Linked DNA regions of Pan troglodytes: region 2 is linked to region 1. Evidence: chromatin contacts called from public Hi-C data. All regions are on one chromosome and are shown on one strand. Each heading gives the region's core, a stretch centred on a gene start, on an enhancer-like site or on the middle of the called end of the contact. The rest is flanking DNA. Distances are from core to core; before and after follow the strand shown.

The links. A called contact is a pair of places that touch in the nucleus more often than the background predicts.
Region 2: a contact with region 1 is called in a Hi-C map of stem cell-derived neural progenitor cells, with 3 times the contacts expected there. The contact joins the promoter of HSF2BP here to the enhancer-like site in region 1. A contact is called at or near these places in 4 of 7 Hi-C or Micro-C datasets (induced pluripotent stem cells, a lymphoblastoid cell line and stem cell-derived neural progenitor cells) and 1 of 1 datasets of contacts at active chromatin or transcription factors (stem cell-derived excitatory neurons).

The regions. Positions count from the first base shown.
Region 1 is chr22:43,823,367-43,827,219 of NHGRI_mPanTro3-v2.0_pri, forward strand. No RefSeq gene overlaps it. Among named protein-coding and RNA genes, the nearest start is that of CRYAA, 70 kb to the left of the region's middle. Within about 2 kb of position 1,760, at least 11 of the 24 cell types and tissues checked have an H3K27ac peak or open chromatin away from gene starts, as enhancers often do. A contact at or near this core is called in induced pluripotent stem cells, a lymphoblastoid cell line and stem cell-derived neural progenitor cells, where this site is marked.
Region 2 is chr22:44,250,351-44,254,203 of NHGRI_mPanTro3-v2.0_pri, forward strand. HSF2BP (heat shock transcription factor 2 binding protein) reads right to left here and starts at 2,252. Exons shown (of 9, transcript XM_531485.8): 1 at 2,074-2,252; 2 at 729-1,006. The coding sequence starts at 764. It overlaps RRP1B (ribosomal RNA processing 1B), which reads left to right and starts at 2,352. Exons shown (of 16, transcript XM_001144331.7): 1 at 2,352-2,482. The coding sequence starts at 2,353.

The DNA of each region.
Region 1 (3,853 bases), core at 510-3,009:
TGGCCATGGTGCCCAGCCACTTTCCTGGAGTCTGAGCAGCTGCCAAGGCTCTCTGGTGGCTGCTCCTACCCACATGGCTCCCATGGGCTGCTGTTGGAGAGCTTCTGAAGCCGGGAGGATGCCTGCTCCCCTTGCCTCCTTTCCAAGCTCGCCTCTGCGCACCCACTGCTAGGCCTGGGACTCACACCAGCCTTCTCCGTGGGTGCTGCTGCCAGCTCTCTGCCCTCTGGGCCTCCCTCTCCCTCGCCTGGCCTTCTGAGGGCCGAGGCTCTGATCACCTCTCCCCCGCTTCCCATTGTGTGGCCTGGCGTCTGAGGCCCCTGTGGTCTGACTGCCCCACTGCTCCCTGGTATGCATTCAGGTTGAATTCAGAGAGCTCTGCGTGCCAGTGTCCAGCCCCATTCACCAGGGCACACGGCCATCGTGGAAAGATGGGATTGGCCAGTACTTCCCAAGCCTGCCAGGCCGGGAGAACCACCTGCAGTGCGTTGCAAATACAGACTCCTGGGCCCCGCTCACACCCACTTAGAGTCTGGAGGGGCAGAGTCCAGGGAGCTGGGCTTTTGGTGCCTCCAGGTGAGCCCTATGATCAGGTGCAAGTGGGAGATGCTGCGGGACAGCGGCGCCTCCTCAGGTTAGGGCAGCGGGGGAGAGAAGTCTCACTGGAAGCTGCCTCTCCAGTCTTGGGGCTCAGCTTCTCGATCTCCAGGGAGGCTCTCCCTCATCCCACTGCTGGGGACGCTGGACTCTGGAGTGAAAATGACCCACGCTCTCCTCTGCTCCCGTTTTCACCTTGGGCATCATTGTCATCATCATTATGAGCAGCAGCCGGAAAAGCATTAATGGAGCACTTGCTGTATGCCAGGCCTTGCGCCTGCTGCGCTTGTAACGGCAATTCTCATGCAGCCTGCACAGCAGCCTGTAGCCTGTTTCTATTGTTAGCTGAGGACACCGAGGCTTAGAAATGGAGTCACCTGCCTGGTGTCCTCAGCTGGTGAGGGCTTGGGCCAGGTGCACCCTGTCTGTTTGACCCCAAAGCCAGGGCTCAGCACCGCTGGGCAGATGATTACTGCAATGTCACACATAATGTGAAAATTGGGAGGCGCTGAGGAAGCCTGAGGCACTGGTCCCTTTCTTCTGGTGACATGCTGGGTGACTTTGGACAGATCTATCAACCCCTCTGAGTATTCGATGTCCGTCTTTGCCAGTTGGCTGAAGCTGGGAGACCGAGTGCCTGCAGGGAGCCTCCAGCCCCCAGTTCCTTTCAATCATCACCAGCGTGCCTCACACTAACCACCAGGTGGCAGCAGAGGACTTGCCTGGCCGCCGAGACCTTGGCCGCAGGAGACTTGCCGAACCTCAGCCTTAAAGGTCACCTTCACTCTTCAAGACAGTGGGAAGCGGCCTCAGCAAACATCCGCAGAGGGCCTGGCTCCGGGAGCCTCTGGGCTGCGTGCTGCCAAGCTGTGGGAGACCCACCCTGACCCCCGGGGAGCTAGTGTCCAGCAGGGGAGACTGAGATGGGAAGACACAAAAGCCGTGCTGGAAGCCAGTGGTGTTTCTTTACCATAAGCAGTTTTGGGGTTTCATTTGCTTGTCTGTAAAATCACTTGAAAAAGGAGGCGTCACTGTGTGGAAGGCCAGGGCTGTGCTGGGGTCCCTGGGGGCTCTGGCGGGGTTTCCTCCGTGCAGAATGACGTCACTCCCCGGCTTCCGGCCCAGGTCAGCTCTTCCTAGGAAGCCTCTTGTGAAGAGCAGCCCCCGTCCCGCCCACACCCGCAGAGGCCTGTGAGTGGGGCAGGGCGGTAAGTGTCCCTGGCAGGCAGCCTCAGCTGACGCGGTGTTGGGGTCACAGGGCCAGAGGTCCTGCCAGCCAAGGCTGCATGTGGCTGTCTGAGAGGGGGCTGAGACAGAGATGCAGGCACAGGTGCCAGACAGTGCCAGCTTGGAAGGAGGAGGCATCAGGAGAGCCGAGGGGTTGAGGGACAAGGAGCTGCTTGCTGGGGGCAGGGCGGCCTTCTCTCTACAGGGGAGGCACCTGCCTCCTGCTCTGCCCTTGGCCTCCAGGATGGGAGCTGGGAAAGGAGTCTCCCTTCAGGGGAGGGACCCGTGGCAGGGGCTAGTGAAGGCTCCGTCAGCATTAGCTCCCAGGCTGCTGGGGAGGCCAGAAGGCCCTGCTCTGTGGGATTTCCTCTGAGACCCTGGGCTAAGGACTGAGTTTGCAGGGGCAGGAAATGTGGGCGGGCCCCAAACCTGCTGTGCAGGCTGCTGCCATTAGAACAGAACAGAAGGAAAGGTACACATTGCATCCATGCACACACACACACAGTGTGCCCATATGCACAGAACACACATGCACATAGAAGCACAATGTTTGCACAGTGTGCACCCATGCACAACACACCATGCACACTCGTGCACAACACACAAAACACATGCTCACACACCTCACACATGTGCGCACAAATGCACAACACAAACACACATGCAACATACAAACACATGTACACACATCACACAATACATGTGGACACATACGGACACACAGAAGCACATAACACCTATGCGTGCACAAATGCCCACATGCACACCTACACAAACATACACTCACACAGCCCACAGGAAGACGCACACACCACTATCATGGCCATGGCCAAGCTCTGGGCTGTTACTTCATTGCACGGCTGCCCTCTGTGTCTGATTTGTACTTGACCGTGAGAGACCCCTTTCCACCCTCCAGCTTAGGGGAGCCCCCTCCTGTGTGCTGCTCAGCAGCCTCTTTGACATCTAGCTGCCTGGGCCCTGGCATTCCTCGTGCCACCTGCAGAGACGTCAGAGAGCGGGTATGAGGGAGGAGCGGGTATGAGGGAGGGGCCGTGTGGCAGCTCAAGGACGCCCCAGGGGCACCGGGAGGGAGGGGCAGTGAAGAGAGGGGGTGGCTCATTATTCTGCTGAGCTGTCTGCCCCGGGAGCCTGTGAGCGCTGTGCCTTTACCTTGGCCAGGAGTGAGAGAAATCAATTTCCAAAGCATCCTGGCTGGAAAATCTTGCTTTCCAGAGCAGTGTGGGTCTCCCAGCAGGGCTCCCGAAGGCCCTGACGCAGAATTGCAGATGGCTGGCTGTTGAGGGGACAGGGCGCCCCCTGGGGAAGACACGTCAGACCTAGAGGACTGGGGTGGGAAGGCAGGACACCTCAAATCCCATCTGCCGTTCGCAGGAACACTGAGACCCCACGATGACCCTGGCAGTGGCTCTCTGATGGTGATAAAAGGCAGCGGCTGCCCTTGGAGGAGCTGGTGGCTGACTTATTTCTGACGCTGGTAATGGCCAAGTGCTGGGCCTTTGATTGTACGGGGCCGGGCTGCACTCCACACAGGAGCTGGCTCAGGGGTCCTGCTGGCAGCCGCAGTGCTCTTACCTGCTCGGTGATGAGATACCCAATTAAGTAAGTGGCCTGCAGCCATGTGGCCTGTGCCAGGAGCCAGGCGGGGAGCCCCGGCTCTCCCCCTGAACCCCCTCGCTCACTCTTCCTGCCTGCCCCTGCCTGTGGCTGTCGGAAAGGGTGTTTCTGCAATGAACCAGCTGGAATCCAGCAGTGCTGTGGGGAATTTCCCACGGCTGCTGTGACAAATGACCACAAGCTGGTTGGCTTAAAACAACAGAAATTCACTCTGAGGCATGAAGTCCGAAATCAAGGTGTCTGCAGGGCCGTGTTCCCTCTGGAGGCTCCGGGGTGAATCTTCCTTACCTCCTCCAGCACTCCCGGTTGGTGGAAGCCTCTGAGCTCCAGTCTCTGCCTCCGCCTTCCCCTCCTGTCTGTGTCCTTTCCCCTTAAAGGACTTCAGCCATTGGGT
Region 2 (3,853 bases), core at 1,002-3,501, 430 kb after region 1:
GTCTGGGCAACAGAGCAAGACCACGAAAAAGAAAAGTCATACAAGAGCTCTACTCCTAAAAGTCAAAGAAAACGCCTGCAACTTTTTATCACTGCAGCACCAAACTAATCAGGAGGAACAGGAAGTCATCTGGTTTCCTACTGGGTTTGCCAAGCCCTCCGCCCGTGATCTCATCTACTGTTCACCCCAAGCCTCCAAGATTGTCTAGATGGAAATTAAGGCACGGGAGCTAGATGACTCTCAATGCAGCACAATTAATAACGGGTGGAAGCAGGATGTGAACACGGATCTGGCCCCAGTCCAAGCGCCTTCTCCATCGCATGCAATCAGTTACAGTTATAAAATCGATGGAGGGCAGATTCTCTCTAAGCCTGACGCTAAGTCCCGAGGCAGGGGGCCAGGGCCTTCGGAGGGGAACTGGGCTTCCACAGGGCAGAGAGGAGAGTGACCATCCATCCCACGCTCCCATGCCCGCTTTGGCGCCACTGAGTGCCCCCACCACGCGCAGCCTCACAGACCGGGTCCCCGCGTGGGTTTGGAGGCGAAGTCGCCTCCCGCCCAGGTCTCCACCCCGCTCCGGCCCAGCCCACGCCGTTAGGGGAGGAAGTCTCCAGGCTTCCCCCAAGCACGCGACAGCGAGCCGTCTCCGAGCGCACGGGGCAAGGCCCTGAGGGGAGCGAATGGCGACGGTTCAACACGCTGGCATAGGCCAGGGCTTCCTCACTAACCCGGCAGGCCTCCTCAGCGGCGCCCGCTTCGCCCATGGCCGCTGCCGCCTCCGCTCCGTTCGCCTGAGCGTCGGCGCGCCCTCTGACCCCGGCGCGCCCTCTGACCCCTCACGCCAGAAAGCGCGGGAACGAATCCACGCCGGGGGTCGGGAACGGAGAGCCGCCAGGCCCAAACCTCACAGAATTTGCGCAGTATTCTCGGCCTTGAGAGCGAGGAGTGGCCTTGGCGAGGTCCCTCTTTGGCTCTTCTGGCTTAGCCGGGGTTTTAAACTTGTTATCTGCAAAGCAGAAGGAAAGTCAGCCCCTGATGTAAGTGTCAAGTAAAATAAATCGGATGGGTCCTTTCCTGTTTGGCGAGGAATGCTACACTAAGGGGGACTGCGTTCAAATGGGCAGTCTGCTGGAAACCTCGCCTCCGCCGTTCGCCTTCCCTCGCTCGGATTCAGGCGCTTTTACGTTAAGGGTTGAATTTTTGTGTCAACAGGCACCTCGGGAGGTCGCCCAGACAACTGAGCGGAGCAACTGAGATAAGCCCCGCTACGTGTGGAGTGACCTAGTCCATTAACTTGCCCCAGCACGCCCGCTAAGTCCGCAAAATATAGGATGGCCTCGGGTTTTAGATGAACCCAAAGCTAAGATTTCTTCCCTCTCTGGAATTAGCAAGCAGCCCGCCCTGCCCAACTCCCCTGGAAGCGCGCGTGCTCGCCAGGCCTCGGGACGCCTGCGCGGGCGCCCCTGCACTGGCACCAGGGCTCCGGGGTAGGGGCGCACCGGTCTGCCCAAGCCTCTGCAGGCACTGGAGGAAGGCGAGCCCTCCACCCGCTCAACAGGCCCCAGTGCCGGCCTTTCCTTCCAGTCTCAACTCCACCCGGGGGCCCGGGGGCTCCACAGTTAAAAACTCCATGCCACGGAGATCGCAGGTGAGCTGCTGGCTCAACGGGGTGTGCTAAATGGGATTAAAGATCCTAGACTGTGGCCAGGCGCGGTGGCTCAAGCCTGTAATCCCAGCGATCAGGGAGGCCGACGCGGGAGGATTGCTTGAGCCCAGGAGTTTGAGACCAGCTTGGGCAACATAGCGAGACACCGTCTCTACAAAAAAATAACAAATAGTGGGGCGTGATGGCGCGCGCCTGTAGTCTCAGCTACTTGGGCGGTCGAGATGGGAGGATCGCTCGAGTCTGGCAGGTCGAGGCTGCAGTGAGCCAGGATCACCGCCAAGATCGCGCCACTGCATTCCAACCTGGGCGACAGAGGGAGACCCTGTCTCAAAAACAAACAAAAAAATCCTAGACCGTTTACAAACAGCCTTCCGTCTCTTCCTGGCCAAGTCCTAACCCTGGCTCACCTCGCCGTCTACAGCCTGAATTTTGGCAACCGAAAGGCAGCGCCGGCGCCACGTGCACACGGGCTGGGCCGCTCAGCCAGCTGCCAGGGCCACTGCCGCGCTCACTCCCAGAGCGCGCTGCGAGCCGCGGCGCCTTTGTGACGCCATCAGCCCGCGCGCCGCCGCCACCGCCTTCTGTGCAGTCGCGGCCCGGGCGGACGGTGGCTGGCTGCTCCGCAGCGCTCGGCTGGCGGCAGCGGCACCGCGGGTTGCGCGGCCGGGGATGCTCCAGCGGGCGCGATGGCCCCCGCCATGCAGCCGGCCGAGATCCAATTTGCCCAGCGGCTGGCGTCCAGCGAGAAGGGCATCCGGGACCGAGCGGTGAAGAAGCTGCGCCAGTACATCAGCGTGAAGACGCAGAGGGAGACAGGTGGGCGCACGGCCGCGGTCAGCCGCGCCACATGGCGGGCCGGGGGCCGGGGCTGGGGCTAGGGCCCCGGCACGGAATGCGGCTTCCACGTGTTGTCGTGACACCCAGCGTGTGCTTCGGTTTCCGCGCTGCCGGAACCGCTTCTTGCTGTGTCTAGTGCCTTTTTACACTTAAGGAAACGGGTTGAGGGGGTTCCGTTACTTATGAAAGTCACAGTAAGCAGGGAAGCTGAGAAAAGATCCACATGGGTCCGATTCCCCAGCCGGCATCTCGAATCACTGGGCTGCCCTGATTTGCCCTGGTGTCCGGTCGGTGATTGCCGCCTTCCTTTGACCAGCACCTTTACGTGACGGGGCTGCAGGAGAGAAGACAGACAAAATCACTACCCTCGAGGATCTATTAGTAATAAAGCAAGGAGGCAAACAGGCAAATAAAGTAGACCTTGTGTAAGTGTAGTAAAGGAAATGAAAACCAGGTAGTAGGCCGGTGTCTCACGCATGTAATCCCAGCACTCTGGGAAGCCGAGGCGGGCGGATCACCTGAGGTCGGGAGTTCGAGACCAGCCGGACCAACATGGTGAAACCCCGGCTCTACTAAAAATACAGAATTAGCCGGGCATGGTGGTGCATGCCTGTAATCTCACTACTCGGGAGGCTGAGGCAGGAGAATCGCTTGAACCTGGGAGGCGGAGGTTGCCGTGAGCCGAGATCGCACCATTGCACTCCGGCCTGGGCAACAAGAGCGAAACTCCGTCTCGAAAAGAAAAAAGGAAAAAGAAAACCAGATAATAGCAAAAAGGGAAGGAGGTTGCTCTTCTTGATAGGCTGTGCTGGGAAGGCCTCTCTGGGGTGATATTCAGCTCAGATCTGAAGAGAAATGAGCGGAAACCGCCTATGCAGAGGCAGGAAAGAGCTTCACGTGCCCTAGGAGTGGTTTGAAAGACCAATAAGTTGGGGTTGGGGGGGGGCGAGTGTTATGAGATGAAGTTGGAGATGTAGGCAGTGGCCAGATCACACAGGGCTTTGTAGTTTAGATTTTAACGGCACTGCTGTTGGATGATTTCATTTACCTGATCCAAAAATACTTTCTATAAACTCTTGAGTGAGCCCATACAATATGAACTACAATGTGTAATAGAGGTTTTAAGATAAAGTTTGATTTAGTTACTGATGGTACTAATACATTTAGAATCTGCTTAAAAGAACAGATATTATCTCCCCCATCACTGACATTCTCAGTTTGTTTTATTTTTAAGAGAAATCACCAGACTACCCAAAAAAAGAAAATACACTTTCCTGGGAAGTCTGATAGAAAAAGGAATAAAGACCAAAATTCCTGACTTTGATTCTGTTAAGAATCTCCCCAAGAGAT